Regions from separate parts of the Mus musculus genome. Here all the other regions are linked to region 1. A link is a contact called in public Hi-C and promoter capture Hi-C data. All regions are on one chromosome and are shown on one strand. Each heading gives the region's core, a stretch centred on a gene start, on an enhancer-like site or on the middle of the called end of the contact. The rest is flanking DNA. Distances are from core to core; before and after follow the strand shown.

Evidence for each region. Promoter capture Hi-C pulls out the DNA fragments that hold promoters and counts their contacts. Hi-C and Micro-C count contacts between places; a contact is called where the count stands out from the background.
Region 2: a contact with region 1 is called in a promoter capture Hi-C map of liver, with 5 times the contacts expected there. The contact joins the promoter of 1700023A20Rik here to the enhancer-like site in region 1. A contact is called at or near these places in 14 of 39 promoter capture datasets (the 3T3-L1 cell line, 3T3-L1-derived adipocytes, the C10 cell line and 8 more), 3 of 484 Hi-C or Micro-C datasets (CD4 T cells, cortical neurons and olfactory sensory neurons), 3 of 115 datasets of contacts at active chromatin or transcription factors (astrocytes, bone marrow-derived macrophages and large pre-B cells) and 3 of 9 other capture datasets (adipose tissue, liver and pancreatic islet).
Region 3: a contact with region 1 is called in a Hi-C map of uterus, with 2.6 times the contacts expected there. The contact joins the promoter of Aplp2 here to the enhancer-like site in region 1. A contact is called at or near these places in 2 of 39 promoter capture datasets (liver and pre-B cells), 1 of 484 Hi-C or Micro-C datasets (uterus) and 1 of 9 other capture datasets (embryonic stem cells).

Annotation. Positions count from the first base shown.
Region 1 is chr9:30,444,053-30,446,779 of GRCm38.p6, forward strand. The region is part of intron 8 of Snx19 (sorting nexin 19); the gene reads left to right. Among named protein-coding and RNA genes, the nearest start is that of Snx19, 18 kb to the left of the region's middle. Within about 2 kb of position 1,314, at least 30 of the 459 cell types and tissues checked have an H3K27ac peak or open chromatin away from gene starts, as enhancers often do. A contact at or near this core is called in adipose tissue and uterus, where this site is marked.
Region 2 is chr9:31,384,708-31,387,434 of GRCm38.p6, forward strand. 1700023A20Rik (RIKEN cDNA 1700023A20 gene) reads right to left here and starts at 1,341. Exons shown (of 1, transcript NR_165167.1): 1 at 296-1,341. It overlaps Nfrkb (nuclear factor related to kappa B binding protein), which reads left to right and starts at 1,485. Exons shown (of 26, transcript NM_172766.3): 1 at 1,485-1,563.
Region 3 is chr9:31,210,487-31,213,213 of GRCm38.p6, forward strand. It overlaps Aplp2 (amyloid beta (A4) precursor-like protein 2), which reads right to left and starts at 1,362. Exons shown (of 18, transcript NM_001357698.1): 1 at 1,137-1,362. The coding sequence starts at 1,241.

The DNA of each region.
Region 1 (2,727 bases), core at 64-2,563:
ATCTTTTTATAGTGTTTTTATTTGGCTCTCAGGATGCATTCTAGCTTTATAATGTTCTAGGTACTTTTGTTAATAGAAGTAAGAAAAGGGGGGAAGTCCTGGTCTTTCCAGAATGGACCATTTCCCTCCATCCAAAGGCTTCAAGGATTTGACTCCTGTGGTCCACAGTCTTCCATCAACAAGTTGGCGTATGTGTAATAATGTGAAGAAAACAGGGCTCACTTCAGAAGTTACTATTTCAATGGATAATCTTATTGGCTTATATGTATTCACTATGCAGCAAATGTTTATTGAGAGGTAATTCACACAGACACTATATGTGACACCTTGAGCATATTTTATAGTTTAATCCACTTAAAGAGCTCTGTGAAAGAGGTATTTATGATCCCCACTTATAACCTGGGGGAATCTATGGTTTATACGGAATTGGGGTTATTAAGTCAAACCATAAGGTTCATAAATAACACATGCAGAAGGGAAACCATCCATGCTTTTCCATGTTTCATCTGTAGTGGTTCTCTTAACTGTCAGGGTTAGACCTTCGCTCCATGGCTTCAAGGGAAGACCTGAAAGTCACTGCTCTGAGCAGCAACTATCCCCTAGTCCCCCTAAGAGGAGATGATCAGGTAGTCTATAGACTCCAAACTGCATGCCCATATCTACTTGGAGCGAGGAGAGCACCTCTGACCTCCGATGGTAGCCTCCCTAACTGCCCCCTAGGAAAACTGTAGTCATTATTTTTTAAAAAGGTGTTTGTGTGGTAAGCAAAAAAGCTGGGAATTTGACCTCTCCTGAAGCTGCAGGACATACACACACACCCAACACACCCACCCTGACCCCACTACAAGGGATGGCATATAAGTTCCTAGTGTCCCCATGACTGTCACCCACATTTCTGTCTGAAACCTTAAATACTGGAGCCATAGTCTTTTGCAGGGCGCTTGGGCTCCTGCCTTCTCTGTGCTTTAAGGTACATGGTGGCTGTCACTGGCCACAGATGGCTGCTGTGCCTGCTTTACCTTTCCTAAGCGCTGTGCAGTCTTGGTGTCCAGGAGGGGGTGCCACCTAGATATAGGTGCTGTGCCCCTCAAAATGTCCTCTCTTCCCACCATTGGGCGTCATTATCTCCATGCAGACATGCTCGCTTCTGCTGCTTCCAGCTTCCTCCACTCCCTGCTCCCTTGAAAGACCTATATACAGAACTGCCTTGGACTCCAGGGACTCCTGCCAGATTGTAAGCACACTCTCTCTAGCTGCAAAGGCGGGGCAGGGGGAGACAGAGTAAATTCAACCTCATGACCCCTCCTTCTGAGCCAACGTTGGAGGAGCTCCGGGCTGTGCCAGGCTTATAAATCTCCCTTGATTGTTGATGGTGTGGAGAGAGTGGGGGAGGGAAGCTCAAGAGAAGTTAGATGCCCAAAAAAGGCATGGTTAAGTCAAAGGCAAGTGTTGCACGCATGCGTGGCTGACCTCATGTCAGCTTCTGTGCTGGGAATATCCAATTATATAACAAGGAGAACTCCTTATTTGGGAGGAAAGGGGAGTGAGGATAGCAGTCTAAGCCAGGGAACGAATGAATCCAGCTCGTGCAAACGTCTTGTGTCCGAAACAGAAGATATTTTACAGTTCCCTGTATGCATCAGAAATGGATTTAGGAAACTGGAAAAGTACTCAGAACTAGTCTGGGTTGGGGGGAAGGAGAGAGGTACTGCGCCCCATTGATGGTAGAAGGCTTGGGGCAGGAAGACCCAGCCAAGGTAAGGGGTAGAATTATTTTGGAGCCCTGATGTAGAGAGTAAAGGAATGAGAAGAAGCTGGACCAGCTCCCTGCCTAGATGCCCAGAGCCATGCCACGATAAAAATAGGAGCCAGGCCAGCATCCGAGTACGTGAATGCCATATCCATTGGCTCTGCCCTCCCCATGGCCCCGAAGATGGCATCAGACCCTATGTCAGAAGGGCAGCAGACACATTCCTGGCATCTCTGTCTACATTTCTTAAAGTGTAGTGAGAGAGGAAATGAGTATGTGTTTGTGTGTTGGGGACATATGGAGAGGAACTTACCTGACATGGTAGAGAACAAAGTTTCAGTGACCTGGGAGGAGAGGAGAGTTAAAAGTTCAAAAAGCCACTATACTGAGAAGAAGAGAACATGCAGGGTGAAGGAATCCGACAAACAGCAAGCCCAGGAGAAAATTAAATAGTAAATGGCAATTTCTAGAGCTTCTGATAGGTCATGGAGTCCTCTTAGGAAAGGTATTGCTTAACAAGCCAGCTCTTGAGAAATTCCAGAAGGTGGTGGCAGAGGTATGATCACTGGAGAGTGTGGGCTGCCCAGTGGGATACCTGTGTGTCTCCCAAGGACAATCACCAATGGCTGATGTGAACACTATTGCTACTCTTCTCTTATGTCACTCTGGAGTCATAGGCATTATATGGGTAGAACTCCACACAAGCTGACTTTCTTGGTGTGTATGTGTGTAACAGCCTGAGGGGCCTTTGTGACATTAGTTACTTCTTAAGGGAAACTCAAGACCTGCCACCAAAAGGACACAAGCAGTTACAATAGGAAAGAACCTGACATTTATTACAGTCTCACTAGCAGGGAAGCCTACTATTACTGTATGTGCTGATGTGCAGTTCTGCCACATAGACATCCCGCTTCACTGCCTGAACAGTTCCTTCCCCTCATACTGCCTCCCTCCTGTTTGTACAAGGTTCCTCACAA
Region 2 (2,727 bases), core at 91-2,590, 940 kb after region 1:
AGACAGGGTTTATCTGTATAGCCCAGGCTGTCCTGGAACTCACTTTGTAGACCAGACTGGCCTTGAACTCAGAAATCCACCTGCCTCTGCCTCTCTGCCTCTCTGCCTCTCTGCCTCTCTGCCTCTCTGCCTCTCTGCCTCTCTGCCTCTCTGCCTCTCTGCCTCTCTGCCTCTCTGCCTCTCTGCCTCTCTGCCTCTGCCTACCTTCCGAGTGCTGGGATTAAAGGCTTGCGCCACCATGCCCCGCTGATCCAAGGACGCTTATAGAGTCAGTGGGTGTGTGTGCGCGTGCGCATGGGTGCAAAGATTTGGCTTTATTTGGAAAGCACTATTTTCCACTGAGAGAAGGACATGCCTGGCATGCCCTGCTCCCCTGACATGTTTATTAAACCGAAGGAACAGTGGCTAACCCACGCAGGACCAGAGGGTGAACTGTAGAATACTTGAGAAGACATTCTAAATAAGACGGTCTTAGAGAAAGAAGGCGTAATGATGAATCATAAGAGTAAGTTGTCGATGTTTTCACTTTCTGCAAGTTGTGCGGACTTGGAGACATGGGTTAGAGTCTGTGTTATATTTCCCAACCTTCAAGACTGCAAGAGGTCCTCCACTGTCTGGTGGCCTCAGCAAAGCCTTCCCGACAGAGTGGTGGTGTCTAACAGTTTTCTTCTGCAGGGAAGCTCTTTAAACAACTCAAGAAAAGCTCTTTAAGCAACTCAAAATAGCTTCAGGAAGTCCCCGAAACGGATCAGATTCTTTAGGCTCCTCTCTGCCAGAATAAACGATAAAAGCTGAGAGACCTTCTCAGATGGAAGGACGCTAAACTGAGGATTCTGAGTTGGGGAAAAAGCTACAAAGTCGACTCTGAGGCCAGACCAGCTACCTGGAGGCAGCAGAAACCAGCTGAGCTGCCTGGAAAGGTGTAGACCAACTGAGGCACCTGGAAAGGACTCATTGCAACCTGTTGAGCTGCTTGTAGGCTGTGCAGTGTTTCAGGTTCCCAGCTTTTGTGAGTTGTCACTCATGCTGGGGTGAGCCTTGGTTTTTCAGCTAAGTCATTTCTGCTCTTGTTAAGTAAACCCTCACCCATATGCCTGCAAGTAATCCCAATAGTAGTTCACCAAGTTGGACTTGGGTGGTCTCGGTATTTTGATTTGTCGTGTTGAGTATCCCCTGGAAAAATTTTGTCACACAAGAAGTGGTGGTTAGCACGGTGCCTGTCAGACTGTGCTCTTGCTTCGCAGCTGACAAAAGGCGACATCGCTCTATCCTCCAAAGCTCCTGAGCCAGGAGAACCCCGCACAGAATGGATCGTGCCTTCTCCGCACCGACGTAGCTTGTGGCACCAGACGCGTCGGGGCGGTTCAGGTGCTGCCACAGGCTCCGCCCCTGCCCGTCCTGCCCAATACGCTCCGCCCCGCCGTTAGGTTTCGCCCCACAGGTCCCGCCCCTTCCGCTGCCGGAGCCCGGAACGTGCGCGTACCCAGACGCCTTGCGGGAGCGAGCGCGTTTCGGAGCCCACGGCCCGACGAACCCCGGGTGAGACCCGCGGACTCTGCTGAGGTGAGGGCGGGCCCAGGCGTCGGGTTTGGTGGGTGCCGGGGGAAGGGGAGAAGCGGGGAGAAAGGGAGAAGCGGGGCGTTGCCGTGGGCACGCGGCGGGCCCCACGCGTGGCGTGCGGCTGCCGGGTGGGCGAGGGTTAGGGGGAGGACGTGTGGGGGAGGGGCGGGCCGCGGCGCGCTGCGCGCAGGTGGGGCTGGCGACGTGGGGCTGCGGTCCGAGGTCCTTGCTTGCTGGTTGCTCGCGAGGGTCTAGAGGGTGGGCTAGCCCAGGTGCAGAGAAGAGGCCTTCCTGGTCTAGCGAAGCAGCCCGGGACACCCCCAACACTTAGAAATCGGCAGCTTCCGGGGTTCCGGCTCGCTAGCAGCGCCCCTGTTTTTGTATTTTGAGTTCTTGTGCAGAATAAGTGGCAAGGCAGCGGTTGTCGCTAGATAATTATGTGTAGCTTAATCAACCGCCGGTATTGGAAGCAGCTTCTGAGTGAGTTGTGTACATTGTGCACCTGTCAGATGAGGTAACTGGCTTTGCACGCTGTCTATGCCACTTACGCTAAGAGGAGTTTATTCTAAGCATCAGGTTGCCTCTGTCTGTCGGTCTGCCTGCCGGCCTTCCTTCCTTTCTTTTTTTCTTTCTTTTTTTTAAGTTTTGTTACGTGCAGGTGTCTTGCTCCTTTCTCACTTTCACTCAGTTATTTAGGCGCTACATGCGTGCAGGATGTCCTCAATTCTCTGTGTGCTGACGATGAGCGCGCACAGTTACCTGGGGACCACACAGCTGTGTCCATGTAACACTCGCCGTATCTTTCCTTGATCTGAAATACTGTCAGAACGTGAAATCATTTTGCAGAAAAGAGCTTCCATTCTAGGTATATTACAGACTTACCCATTATCATTTGAGAACTTGGGAAGTGGGAAGGATCTTCACTGTTAATGTAAGCTCACTTAGCTGGAGATTCCCTTTAAGATCCTAAGAGAAAAGAAAGGTAGGAAGGGCCTGGTCCAACTCCTCCTTAACTACAGGTAAGGAGCCTGACACCTGGTGAGGTAAGATGTCACAGATAGTGACGGCCCCAGGGTAGAATCTGGTTGCTCTTCCCACTTTTGTGGGCTTGTTGGTCTGTTTGTCAGTAATAGTGATAAGAGTCCAGTACATGTAGAGCAGCTGGGT
Region 3 (2,727 bases), core at 112-2,611, 770 kb after region 1:
TTTCCTCATTAGATCTTTTTACCAATAGAAATATTTACACATTCTGTAGAAATGAATTCACTCTGAGCCGGGTTTTTAATTAGAACATTCTCAGGTCATGCCTATTTTATCAAACGCAATCTCTGACACTGGCTCAACGTACAGAAAGCCACGGTGGGTTTTTTTTTTTTTTTTAATACAAGCAGGCGCAAGAAGAAATAAACAACACCAGAAACACACAGTCCAGTCCTACAGTTCAAGCATTATTTCGAGAAAGTAAGTAAAAATAAAGTCCCATGTCTCCCTAGGCGACAGAGGGTTCTTGCGGGGAGGCTAGGTGCAGAGCAAGCTGCAGTACGGGTTCCACATCCGACATCCTGGCTCTTCCAGCGGCCTGAACTCCCGCCAACCACCTGGGACCCTAGACGACTTCACCAGGTTAACGGGGGTGACCTCTGGTGCAGAACAATCACTGTGACCCTGACCCACGTAAAGTACCCCCTGAAGCTTTCCAAATGTACTGGTGGATAGCTTCAACGTCCCCTGGGAGGAGGAAAGCCGGGCTCCCTAGTTTGCCAGACTTGTGCAAACGACTGGGAGGCAAGGGAGGGCGCAGAGCGCCCCGCTGCCCTGGCGGCGCCTCCTCTCCCCGCTCCCTCGGCATCTCGGCCACTCGCCAGGGCTGGAGCCGCATCCCCGCTGCCAAGTCCACCTGGTCAACGACTGCTGCGCGCCGACCGTCAAGGTGCGAGCCCGAAGCCCAGGCCCCCGACCGCTGCGGGCACCGGGGACCCGGTGCAGGCCGCCCCATTTAGAGCGCCGCGGGGCCGCAGGGCGCACGGCTGAGGCGCGCACGGCCCCGGGGGAGGGAGAGCGCGCGGTGCGGTGTCCCCGAGGATGCGGCGGCGCCGCCAGCGGGTAGGGGGCTGGGGCGGCCCCGCAGCCCCGACGCCTTTCATTTGGCCTCTGCGGCGACAGAGGCAGCCCGACCTCGGCGCTAAGCTCTGCGCAAAGCTGAGGCGCGCGGGCGGGGTGGGGGGAAGGCAACCCGCCGCTGCGCCGAGCCTCGCGCCGCGCCCCCGGTCCCACGCCCGCCCACAGGCCGTGCTCCCGGGCGACCGGAGGAGACGCAGATCGGGAGCTCGCCTGGTCCTCACCTCTATGTAGCCAGCCAGAGCCGCAGCGGGCGCCGTGAGCCCGAGCAGCAGCAGGACAAGAAGCTTGCCGGTGGCCGCAGCGGCCGCGGTCCCGGTGGCCGCCATCCTTCTCCAGGTCGCTGTGGCGCTGGGCTCTCCCCGTCTCTCGCACAGCCAGGCTACAGCGCTTCCCTACCGCGACCCAGAAGCGTCTGAAGCCCGTTCGCCGCCGCCCCGGGGGTTTTACATCGACCGGAACTGACTTCACAAAACCACGCCCCTCTTCGACAGGACCCAATACGAGCCGGCATAACTGGCCTAAGATACCTCCCCTTGTTTAGCCCAGGTCCAATCAGAGCACGGATACACCGACTCCCCTCCCCGCCCAGCGCGTGCCCCCTCGTGGCCCCGCCCCAAGCCACGGCCAGCCCCGCCCCCGCTCTGGACCCGAGGCTGGGGGCGCAGGAGTCTTCGCGGGTAGACCGTGGGCCGCTGTTCCCAGGGCGGGAGGCTCCTGTTTGGTTGTCTCCTGGGGTGGCTCTACATCATCCACCTTCAGCATCGGGATTTGGGCACGCCCCACTCCCCTAACCCTGCAGGATATTTTCCATATTCCTTTGGGTACCGCCCTCTTTGGGGCTTCTGGAAAATGTTTTAATTAAAAACAGGATGAATTGTTGGGAGTTCCGGACGGTTTGCAGAGGACCGACCCTGTCGCCCTGGAGGATGAACGCCGACATTCTGCTCTCCCCAGCGCTGCACGGGGCGCGCTCTTCCCCCCCAGACCTCTGCGCCCTTGTTTCGCCCCTGAACCCGCAGTGTCTGCACACCGCTGACCTCTGCTCCTTAGGTCCTTTCCCTGCCCCTCCTCGTCGTCACAGCCCCTGCGGCACAGAGAGGCCTTCCCCGCCGAGGCCAGTGGCGCCAGGCCACTGAAACACAAGCTCCCACCCCCCCACCCCCCTTCTCATGTGTTTCAGGACAGGATTCTGGCATCATTTTTCTTCAGTTTAAGATCTCTAAAGCAAAAGACACGCTTTCTCTCTTTTTTCATGCTCCCCAGCATCTTGGTTCCTGGGAAAGCGGCCTGCTGCCCCAGTTCACAACTGGCACCTTGTCCTCTCCATCACGAGGGCTCTGCTGGCTTTGTTTCCTTTCCGTAGCGGGTGATTTATGTACCACCCTCTGCAGAGACCTGGACTCATTTCTTTAGCTTCAACCATATCAAGAACCAAGTTCCTCTCCGCAGGAAGCATCTTAGTGGAGAGGGAGAGACAGTGTCTATAGTGGGCAGAGTGGGACAGTAAGGACCCTGTATTTTACAGATGCATTCTGCAACTGCACGCCAACGTAAGCAGTCCCGCTGTGGTCAAACTGGCTCTGCCTCATTCTCAATGGATGCCAGACACCTTTCCATTGCACAGCCCTTCCTGCTCCTGCTCCATTCCCACAATCCTCCATTCCACCTACAGGAAACACCTTACACAGATGTCATTTCACCCACCTCAGAATGCTGAGAGGGCTGTATCATACCGTGGCACTTTCCCATGGCTAGGTCTCTATGTCTCTCACATCACTGACAAGACATGAATTACGCCCAGTGAGTCTCCAA